Linked DNA regions of Mus musculus: region 2 is linked to region 1. The links are chromatin contacts, called in public Hi-C maps. All regions are on one chromosome and are shown on one strand. The core of a region is the stretch at or near the end of the contact, and the rest is flanking DNA. Distances in the headings are between cores, read along the strand shown. Region 1 holds the start of Trp53rka (transformation related protein 53 regulating kinase A). Region 2 overlaps Ncoa3 (nuclear receptor coactivator 3).

Region 1 (4,573 bases), core at 1,399-3,898:
GTCGGAGCCTGTTCTGCTTTCTCAAAGTGGAGTTTACATCCACTGAACTAGCCTCGAGCACAGTCTTCATACATATAACAAATACCCGACCAGAGTAAAAGGCAGACAAAAAACTGCATCCCAAACTGAGTCCCTGCCTTGTCCTTCCAGGGTGTCTCAGCTCAAGGCTGCCTGCTCTGCATGAGCTCCACAGCCACTGTCTGGGAAAGCTTGGTGATCTGGAACAGCCAGGTCTAGGGCTGGGATGCAGCTCAGTTGGTAGAGTGCTTGACTAGCAAGCCCAAGGCACCAAAGAAACCAGATGTGACAGCACACATCGATACTCCAACGGATACAGGAACACCAGAAGTTCAATGTTATCCTCAACTACATAGTTTGAAGCCAGCCCAGGCTACCCACCCAGCTCTGCCTAGAATAAACCTCATGTACATGAAGCCCCTGAGAACAGTGAGCCATGGATGGTGGTGGCCCAGCACGATCACAGACCACTTAACAACCCATGCTTTGCTGAGGGGTCCAGCCTCGTCTACATCATCCTTCACCGTGAGCCAGTTCACCACAGCTCCACTACCCGACCATGGACCGCTTTCGCCCTCTCAGGCGCACCTCATCTAACTTCTTCAGCACTGGACTGGACTTCTGGGTCGAGGCCCCGTAACTCTTCAGAAAGGCTTCAAACACGGTCTCGGTGTGGGGGTGCGTGCTGAGGAAGGCCTTCTCCAGGACATAGAGGTCGACGCCTTTATCTTCCGGCAGTCCTGAGACAAAGCTCAGCCCAAAGTCGATGAGCACGATGTGCAGCTGCGCCAGGGGCCGCCTCAGGAGCATGTTGGAGGTGGTGAGGTCCCCGTGAATGAGGTCTTGGTCGTGCATTCCGGCCAGAACCTGCCCCATCCTCCTGGCCAGGTCCAAGAGGCACTGGGGGTCCTTTTCAGTCTCCATAGTGGATTGGATATAATCCCGAACAGTCACCGAGTCTTCGATTTCTTCCATATATAAGCAGTTAGACGCATAGTCCACAAAGAAGACGACTGGGGCAGCTATCCCTGCAATGGACACACGTGGTTAGGGAACGCATCTTCATGAAGGCCAGCTTCATGCACAGGCAGACAGCTTTGGAACAGGGTTTAGACTACTGTGGAAAATGATACAATTTATCCAGAGCTTGCCCTGTTAAAGCCCTGCAGGACTACGGCCTGAGACCAGGCCAGGGTAAGTCTGGAAGTATCAAGGCTTGCTCCTCCTTTCTCAAGCCACCTGAGGACTGGAATTCATTGCTGCTCCCTAAAAACAAACAAAACAAGAAGCCAGAAGGAAAGCATCCTGCAGTCTGGGCAGTTTCTACCTGACAGTCACCAGGCAAGTGGCTAAGCAGGGTGTCACCTTACAGGCTCATCTGTGCTCTGGAACAGGCAGGTTCAGATCCCTTATTAGGCGTGAAACCTCAAGGTTCCCTTAGCTACTCTATGCCTCAGTCTCCACAACTGTAAAGTGGTAACAAAACCTCCAGTTAACACCAGGAGTCTCTCCTGAATGTCAACCAAGTTCAGAACAGTTTCCTAGAAACTGGGGTACCAAGGTAGCCCCCACCCATGTCTGATAAAACTTACAAAAGGTAAAGGAGAATATATGAACACTTCTTTATAACTCCATTGCCCCTCTAGGGCAGAAAAGCACAGGCCTGTTCACTTCTGCATTTCCCCTGGCTCCTGGCACCTATCAATGTCCTGGCAGTGGGCACCTAAAAACCATTAAAGAGAAAAATAGCAAAGGCTCGGTGGTTCTGGGCCACAGACAGGCTGCCTGGTAGCTGTGGAACCTCAGGCACTTCCCCTCTTTGAGTCTCATTTTCTCTGGAGTAATGTTGTTGTTGTTGTTGTTGTTTTGTGGGGGTGTGGATGTTTTTTAAAGAAAAGAATAACAATTTAATGAAATCAAACATTTACTGAACTATGTCAGCATAAGAACATGTGATGCATATGCCTTCTTTAATGACCACAATATCCCTGAGATTCCGGTGACATACAAGGTAACTGGGCTAGACGACTCGCTGAATGGCTACGAGGGAGACAATGCAGGGAGAATGTGAATCCACAGAGCCCGGCTCCTGCCACCCGCCTGTCAGGACACCTACTGCTTAAGACCACCAAATGGAGAGGGAAGGACGGTAAGCAGAAACAGAGAAATGAGAAACGGAGGGACCCGAGCGCTAAACAAGCCCCGCGAACCAAACAGAATGGCGTCCTGACTGTCGCCTTGAGTCCTTAAGCATTGCCATCTGATCCTGTCCCCTAGAAATCGGAGCCCCGTCTCTCACGTCCCACTGGTCTCCCGCAGCCCTGTCTGTCCCGTCTCCCGGAGCCCCGTCCGGCCCCCCTCACCCGCACGGCGGCAGCGGAGCAGCGCGCGCGCCTCCTGCACTGTCCGCCGCCGGCCGAGCCGCGCCTCCAGCTCCGGGTGCCGGTAGCTCTTCGGGAAGCGGTGCTTCACCACGGCCGCGCGGCCCTGGAAGCGGCCACGGAAGACGCGCGCCTCGGCGCCCTGCTGCACCAGCTCTAGGCCGCTCAGGAAGAGGCGGCTCCGCTCGCGCGCAGCGGCCAGCGCCTCGGCCTCCGCCTCCGAGGACGTGCCAGCCATGCCTCCGACTCCTTCCGACCCTGACCGCGCCGCTTCCGCTCGCTTCGGAAATCCTCCGGCCTCTTCCGCCATTAACACCGCCCCACACAACACACTTCACCCTGCTAGTTTGGTTCCGCCTCGCGACCTTTCCGCGCTCAGCGGAGCCTCTAGGACCTGTAGACTTGGCCCTTCCCTGTCTGTCTTCGTGAGCGCTCAGCAACTTTAGGCCAACAGCTTCTCACTCTTCATCACGGTGATGCTCCGGCTTTGGGACCTTTTTTTTTTTTTTTTTTTTTTTGAGACAGAGTCTCACGGTGTAGCTCAGATTAGCTTTGAACTCGTGTCCCACTTCAGTCTATGGAAACATGCTCTAAGCCGGGAAGGAGGCAGGGACTAGGCGAAGCTTTCTATCCGGAGACGCCACCTGATGCCTGGCACCAGCCTGTCAGCAGCCAGCACCATCCCTCTCAGATCCGGTATCTTCAACTACAGAATGAGGCTGCCTGGTTCTGCTAGGGTGAGGGCTTATCAGAATTAAGAGGCTGATTACGCGGTGCCGGTGGACAGGGCTCTCTTCACATGGCCTTTGACCCCCTTGTCCCTGCCCCACGCTCCTTGGGGCTCTGTTGAAAATACAGAAGAGAAGCCCTTGAGTCCCGGGTTGCTATGGCACCAGCATCTTGGCTCTGTGGTCCCTGGGTTTCGTTCATATTCATGGCAGGTCCCTTTTCATAATCAGACCCTTTGTGTGGGCAAAATGTGTTTTCCAGCAAAGCGCACCCAGAACCCGGTTCGTTTATATCCCCCAGTGCTCAAGTCTGTAGCTTCATTATCATAATTGTTTGTGTCCACCCAGCCGTCTCTATGGTAACCAAACCCATCTGAACCCTTGCCTTAGAAATCTAACTGTGCAAAGGTGCTGACCAAAGCCAGGCTTGCTAAGTCAGGCTGAGTTTAGCTCTTTAAAGCGGCTTCAAACCTTTCAGTGTCTCCCTACTGTGCTAAGAAGAAAGACCTAAACCTTAACTGGGCCCATGGACTCCTGCATCCCTTATAAACCCTCCCCTCTCCAGAATCCCCACCCATCCTCCATGATGCTCCCTCGGCACAGAGCCTTTGCACCTGCTATTTCCTCTGCAGGGAAATGTTTGTCCAGCTCCATATCACCTAGAGCTGCAGGTTATTCTCCACTGCAGGGTCACTTCCCCAGACAAGCCCTTCCTAGCCTCTATGAGGAGAGTGAGTTCAACTGTTATCAGCCCTGGTTTTCTACTTTCCAGACCTGTTTCAGATTCCCTTTGGTTTTGGCCGTTCAACTGCTTGATTGATGACCCACCCACCCCCCAACACACTTTACCCTGCTAGAGTGGTTCCCATCACACAGAGCCCCCCACCCTCCTGCTGTGTAGCTACTCACAAGGCAGGGATTGTATTGCTTCCATCTCTCCCTCAGCACCAAAGAGGTGGGTACTGGCCTAGAGTGTCTTAGGGATGGTGCATATGTGTGATCCCAACACTCAGAGGCTGTGCAGTGCTCAGATGCTCAGACAGGAGACTGCAAGCCTGATACTAAGTGAGACTGGGGGGTTGAGGGTAGGGACGTTTAGATTCAAATTTTGACCTTTTAAAAATATTTCATGAGTGTGTGTGTGTGTGAGACTTTTTTTAAACAACCAAATGGGGAAGTGGAATTGACAGTTTCTTGTCTACCTGAGTGCTGAAAAGGTCGTTAGAGATGTGGGTGGAAACCTTAAAGCACTGAATGAGTAAATGAGTTGACTGGAGAGATGAGAGACAGGCTGGTCCACAACTGGCCCCTGTAACTTGGCGGGAGAGCAGGAAGCTGGTGACTAAGGGTGGGTGGCAGGGACCCTCTTTATTTTGCTATTTCCAGGGGCAGGTAGTATAAAGTGCAAGTTTGACTGTAAAGTCATATATTCCAGGCTCCATCCCA
Region 2 (4,573 bases), core at 1,472-3,971, 550 kb after region 1:
GAAATGTTGACCAAACTGGCCTTGAGCTCACAGGAGATCAGCCTGCCTTTGCCTCCTGAGTGCTAAGATTGAACGAGTGTTTTATTTAGTGTGTTGGTTTGCCCGTGACACGGCGTGTATGTGGAGGGGTCACAGGACAACTTTTAGGAGTTGTTCTTTCTGGGAGGCTGGGAGTCTGTCCATTCTCTCCTTCTACCCTGTGGCTTCTGGAGGTTGAGTTCAAGTCATGAGGCGTGGTAGCCAGACATGTACTTTATCAACACACACACACACACACACACACACACACACACACACACACCCTTTAATTTTGAGTCTTACATAGGCCTGAGACTAGCTAATTAGGCTAGGCTGGCTGGCTGGTGAGCCCCGGGTGTCTTCTTCCCCAGCCTGCCCAGTACTCCCAAATTCGTGTATCACCCCCCTCCCCCCAACACAGGGGGCGGGGGTTTATAAGTGTACATGACTGCCCCTGGCTTTTATGTAGATTGAAGTATTGAGTTCAGGCAAGCATTTTACTGGCTGAGCCGCCTGCTTCGCACCGAAGCACCTTTAAAAAAAGATTTATTAATTTTTGCTTTATGGTTGTTCTGCCTACACATTATGTTTGTGGATCATGTGCATGCCTGGTGCTTGTGGAGGTCAGAAGAGGGTGTCAGAGGCTCTGGAATTGGAATTGTGAGCTGCCCTGTGCGTTTTGGAAATTGAACCCAGGTTTCCAGCCCCTAAAATACTTTTTTTTTTGTTTTGTCTTTCCTCCCCCACCCCAGACAAGGTTTTTCTGTGTAGCTCTTGCAGTCCTGGAACTTTCTCTTATAGAACAGGCTGACCTTAAACTCAAGAGATTTGCCTGCCTCTGCCTTCCAAGTGCTGGGATTGAAGGTACACACCACCATTCCTGGTTTGAAATACTATTTTAGTTTTTGAGTCCTCAGAAATTCTTTAAGACTTATTTTATGTATATGAATGTTCTATATACATGTATGCCAAAAGAGGATGTCAGATCCCAGTATAGGTTGTGAGGCACTATGTGGTTGTTGGGAATTGAGCTCAGGATACCTAGAAGAGCAGACGTTAAGTACTCTTAACTGATGAGCCATCTCTCCAGCCTCAAAATACTATTTTTAATTGAATCAGTGACTGACAATCTATGGGTTTCAAGTTTGTATATTTGGCAGACAATGTTTTGAAAGTGATAAGGTAAACTCGCTCTTTGGAGGTGAAGTCTGATGGCCAATGATAACATTTGAACATGATATTGGTGAATTTGATTCATTACTAAATGTCTTCTCTGATGAATGATTGGTGCTGTGAATGAATGTAGATTTAAAAAGATATAATGAACCAGGCTGTGGGGGCAGGCAGATTTCTGTGAGTTCAAGGCCACCCTAGTCTACAGTCTACAGAGGGAATTCTAGGACAGCCAGGGCTACACAGAGAAACCCTGTCTTGGGGGAAAAAACAAACAAACAAAAAGACTTCTAATGAAATGTTATCTATTTGAAAGTAAACACATCTAATTGGAAAGGCCAGCTTTATCCAGTGCTGGCCCTCACTGACAGTTTATATGTGCACATGTTTTTGTAGTACAGTGAAGTCAGGCCGTGCTCTTCAGTGGTGCAGCCTGGACAGTCCTTGATAGGATTGAGGTCTGATTGTCACTTGCAGGAAACCAGAGGTACTTTGAAAAATGTGCCTCTTTGAGACAAAGATTAATTAGAGAAGACACAAACAGTCATGTGGAAGACAGGGTGGTATCAGGCCTGGCAGAGCATGGTTCAGGCAGTGTCATGGGGAGTGGTGGGTAGGAGGAGGCATAATGCCTGTGGAGGTAACCCCTACCTGCCCAGACCCTTACCTCATGCCCCTAACCAGCAGATGTTACAGCACTTTATGTGGTTCCTGATTAAGCTGTGAAGCTTTGTGAGCTGGGTGGAGGGAGTTTGACTTAGGGAATGAGTCATGAATCGTTTGCTCTGGTGATGGCTTGGTTGGTTATGGAATATGTCATAGCCTCTTCCATCCGGATCTAGTAATGATTCTAGGCAAGCTATTTAGCCACTTCCCTATCTGTAGAACAGAACTAATCACATGTGTGTGGTGGGGGTCACCATGTGTAACCACCCAGTGTATGTTAGTTCAGTGCCATTCTGCTCTGTCTCATCCACTCCCTCTGTTACTAACTAAGTTAGGAAAAGGGGAAGGCTTAACCAGTCTCTGCTGCCTTATCCTTGGATGGCCTACCTCCTCTCATTTTGGTACAATAAGGTTTTTCTTAGACCTTAAAATAACTTGCTCAAACAGAACACCAGCATTGATATTTTTTGTTTAATCTTTTTTTAAACGTTTGTGTGCCTGTGCATGCACACAGGTCTCAGTCTACAAACATTGTACAGAAAACATGGTTCTTTCCTTCTAGCTTGTGGGCCCCAGGATGGATCTCTGGTTGCCAGGAAAGAGGCAAGAGAGTGCCTCTGCCCTCTGAGGCCTCTCACTAATTCTTCTTTTTGGCCATGTGTCCTTGTGCTTCGGGCTAGTTAGCAAGCATGTTCTCCTGTCAGAACCCTGAGATAACAAAAAGGAAGCTGGTTAACGGTAAGCCGTAACCAGCATTTTAATGTTTTTAGAGGGAGCCACTGCCAGTCTTTGTGTATTCAGTTACATTGAGTTGGCACCACTCCACTGATGTTCATTTCCTGCTGTATGCTGTATTGCACAGCAAAGTCAGACCTGTTGTGGAGTACAGATCAAACCATGAACTGCTCTTCACTGACGGTTCTCCACGTGGACTTGCAGTCCATGTAGCACAAGGGCAAGAAGATAATGTTAGACTTCTGGAATAAGTTAAGTAAAGATAGGTATGTAAGCGCTCAATGTTGCTCAGTTAAAAAAATAATCTCTGAACTGATTGACAACACAGCTAGAACCACACTTGTCTGTTTAACACTTTGTCTGTCTACATGATGCTGTAGTCTGACACTGTAGAGGGTTCAAAAGGTGTGTGTGACCACAGATAGGACGGCAAATACTTGTTGCTCAGTATGAAGCAGAGGCAGGAGGATTGGTGCTCAGGGCCAACCACAACTATGGGTTCCAGGCCAGTCTGGGCAATGAGGCCCTGTCTCAAAACAAACATGACCTACATATTTTAAGTTTGATCATGTGGGGTTTTTTACATTTTATTTTTATTTTTAAACTGGCCTTTGTGGTGGAATTGTGCCACCTAGTGGCACAACTGCAGGCTGGCTGGCTGCAATACTGATGCAACATTGGATTCTTTAGACCAGTGATTGTCATGTTCGCGCACGAGTTAACCACTTAGTTAGTAAATGAGGCTGAATAGAGCCCTGACATTATAAGCTCAAAAAGAAATAACTTGTATTTATCGTCTTAGTGTGCGAAACTTAACCAAGATACATTATTTTTCCAGCCGTCAGTATGTAAATAATGGCTGCTGTGTGACTTAATGGCAACCTGTCGTATAGTGTGTATCTGGCTTTGCACCTATGCTTTAAGAAGAACGTAGGGTAGTTCTACAGTCATGTTAATATAGTCTAGGCTAACTTGGACTTAACAATGGAAGAGAAACGATCCAGTGGACAGAAGTGCTACCTAGGAAAAGAGCCTGGGGACAGGAGGATGAGTTCTGTTCCCAACATGCCCACATGGTAGATCATGACTGCCTCTTAACTCTAGCTCCAGGGGATTGACAGCGACTTTTTGTGGCTTGTGGGGACACTGCATACACATGCTAGCTATATATATATACACACACACACACACATACATATGTATATATACATGTAGGCAAACACTCACTCATATACAGAAAGTCAAAACCAATCTTCTAGCCTAGTCTGGGCTCATTACTTGAAGTGTTCTTACCAAATCACTGGGTTAGCTTTTATTACCTTGGTATAAATAAAATTCAGAATTGTTTCAAGATTGAAGTGCTATAGTCTTTTATTAAACATAATTTATTTGTGAAATATAAGTTGACACTGGGCCCAGATTGGCCTGGAACTTGCTTTGTAGACCAGGCTTAACCAGAATCCTTAATGTTCCTGACTCAGCCTTCTGAGTGCTGGGGTTAGAGGCTGGCACCACCATGCCCAGCATAATTACAACGCATCTGAGCTCTGAGCTTGTGCAGACACACTCATTCATACAGAAATACCCCAGGACCACAGGATACAGCTGTTCCACCATGTGACACCTTCGTAGAAAATGCCTGTTTTTGTGCTTTAATCTTGTCACCTCTTCTTCCGCAGTTGCTGATCTGTGATCAGGATGAGTGGACTAGGCGAAAGCTCTTTGGATCCGCTGGCCGCTGAGTCTCGGAAACGCAAACTGCCCTGTGATGCCCCAGGACAGGGGTAGGTGATCATCTCCATTTCCAGATGTTTCTCAAGGCCAGGGACTAATCAAAGGTGACACTGAACAAGGAATTTCTTCAGTGTATACTTTGTGCCACCACTTTGATGGTTCTTGTTGGCTAAGTTTAGTTTATTTCACACAAAACTAATGCATAATATGGGGCGGATTCTGCTTTAAGTTTTCTTGAGAGGTGTAA

The links. Hi-C and Micro-C count contacts between places; a contact is called where the count stands out from the background.
Region 2: a contact with region 1 is called in a Hi-C map of the G1E-ER4 cell line, with 2.3 times the contacts expected there. The contact joins the enhancer-like site here to the promoter of Trp53rka in region 1. A contact is called at or near these places in 2 of 39 promoter capture datasets (both in the 3T3-L1 cell line), 1 of 484 Hi-C or Micro-C datasets (the G1E-ER4 cell line) and 2 of 115 datasets of contacts at active chromatin or transcription factors (embryonic limb bud and pancreatic cancer cells).

What each region holds. Positions count from the first base shown.
Region 1 is chr2:165,490,666-165,495,238 of GRCm38.p6, forward strand. It overlaps Trp53rka (transformation related protein 53 regulating kinase A), which reads right to left and starts at 2,649. Exons shown (of 2, transcript NM_001007581.1): 1 at 2,382-2,649; 2 at 1-1,046. The coding sequence starts at 2,637. The coding sequence ends at 568.
Region 2 is chr2:166,043,185-166,047,757 of GRCm38.p6, forward strand. It overlaps Ncoa3 (nuclear receptor coactivator 3), which reads left to right. Exons shown (of 23, transcript NM_008679.3): 3 at 4,272-4,376. The coding sequence starts at 4,291. Among named protein-coding and RNA genes, the nearest start is that of Ncoa3, 53 kb to the left of the region's middle. Within about 2 kb of position 2,722, at least 140 of the 459 cell types and tissues checked have an H3K27ac peak or open chromatin away from gene starts, as enhancers often do. A contact at or near this core is called in the G1E-ER4 cell line and pancreatic cancer cells, where this site is marked.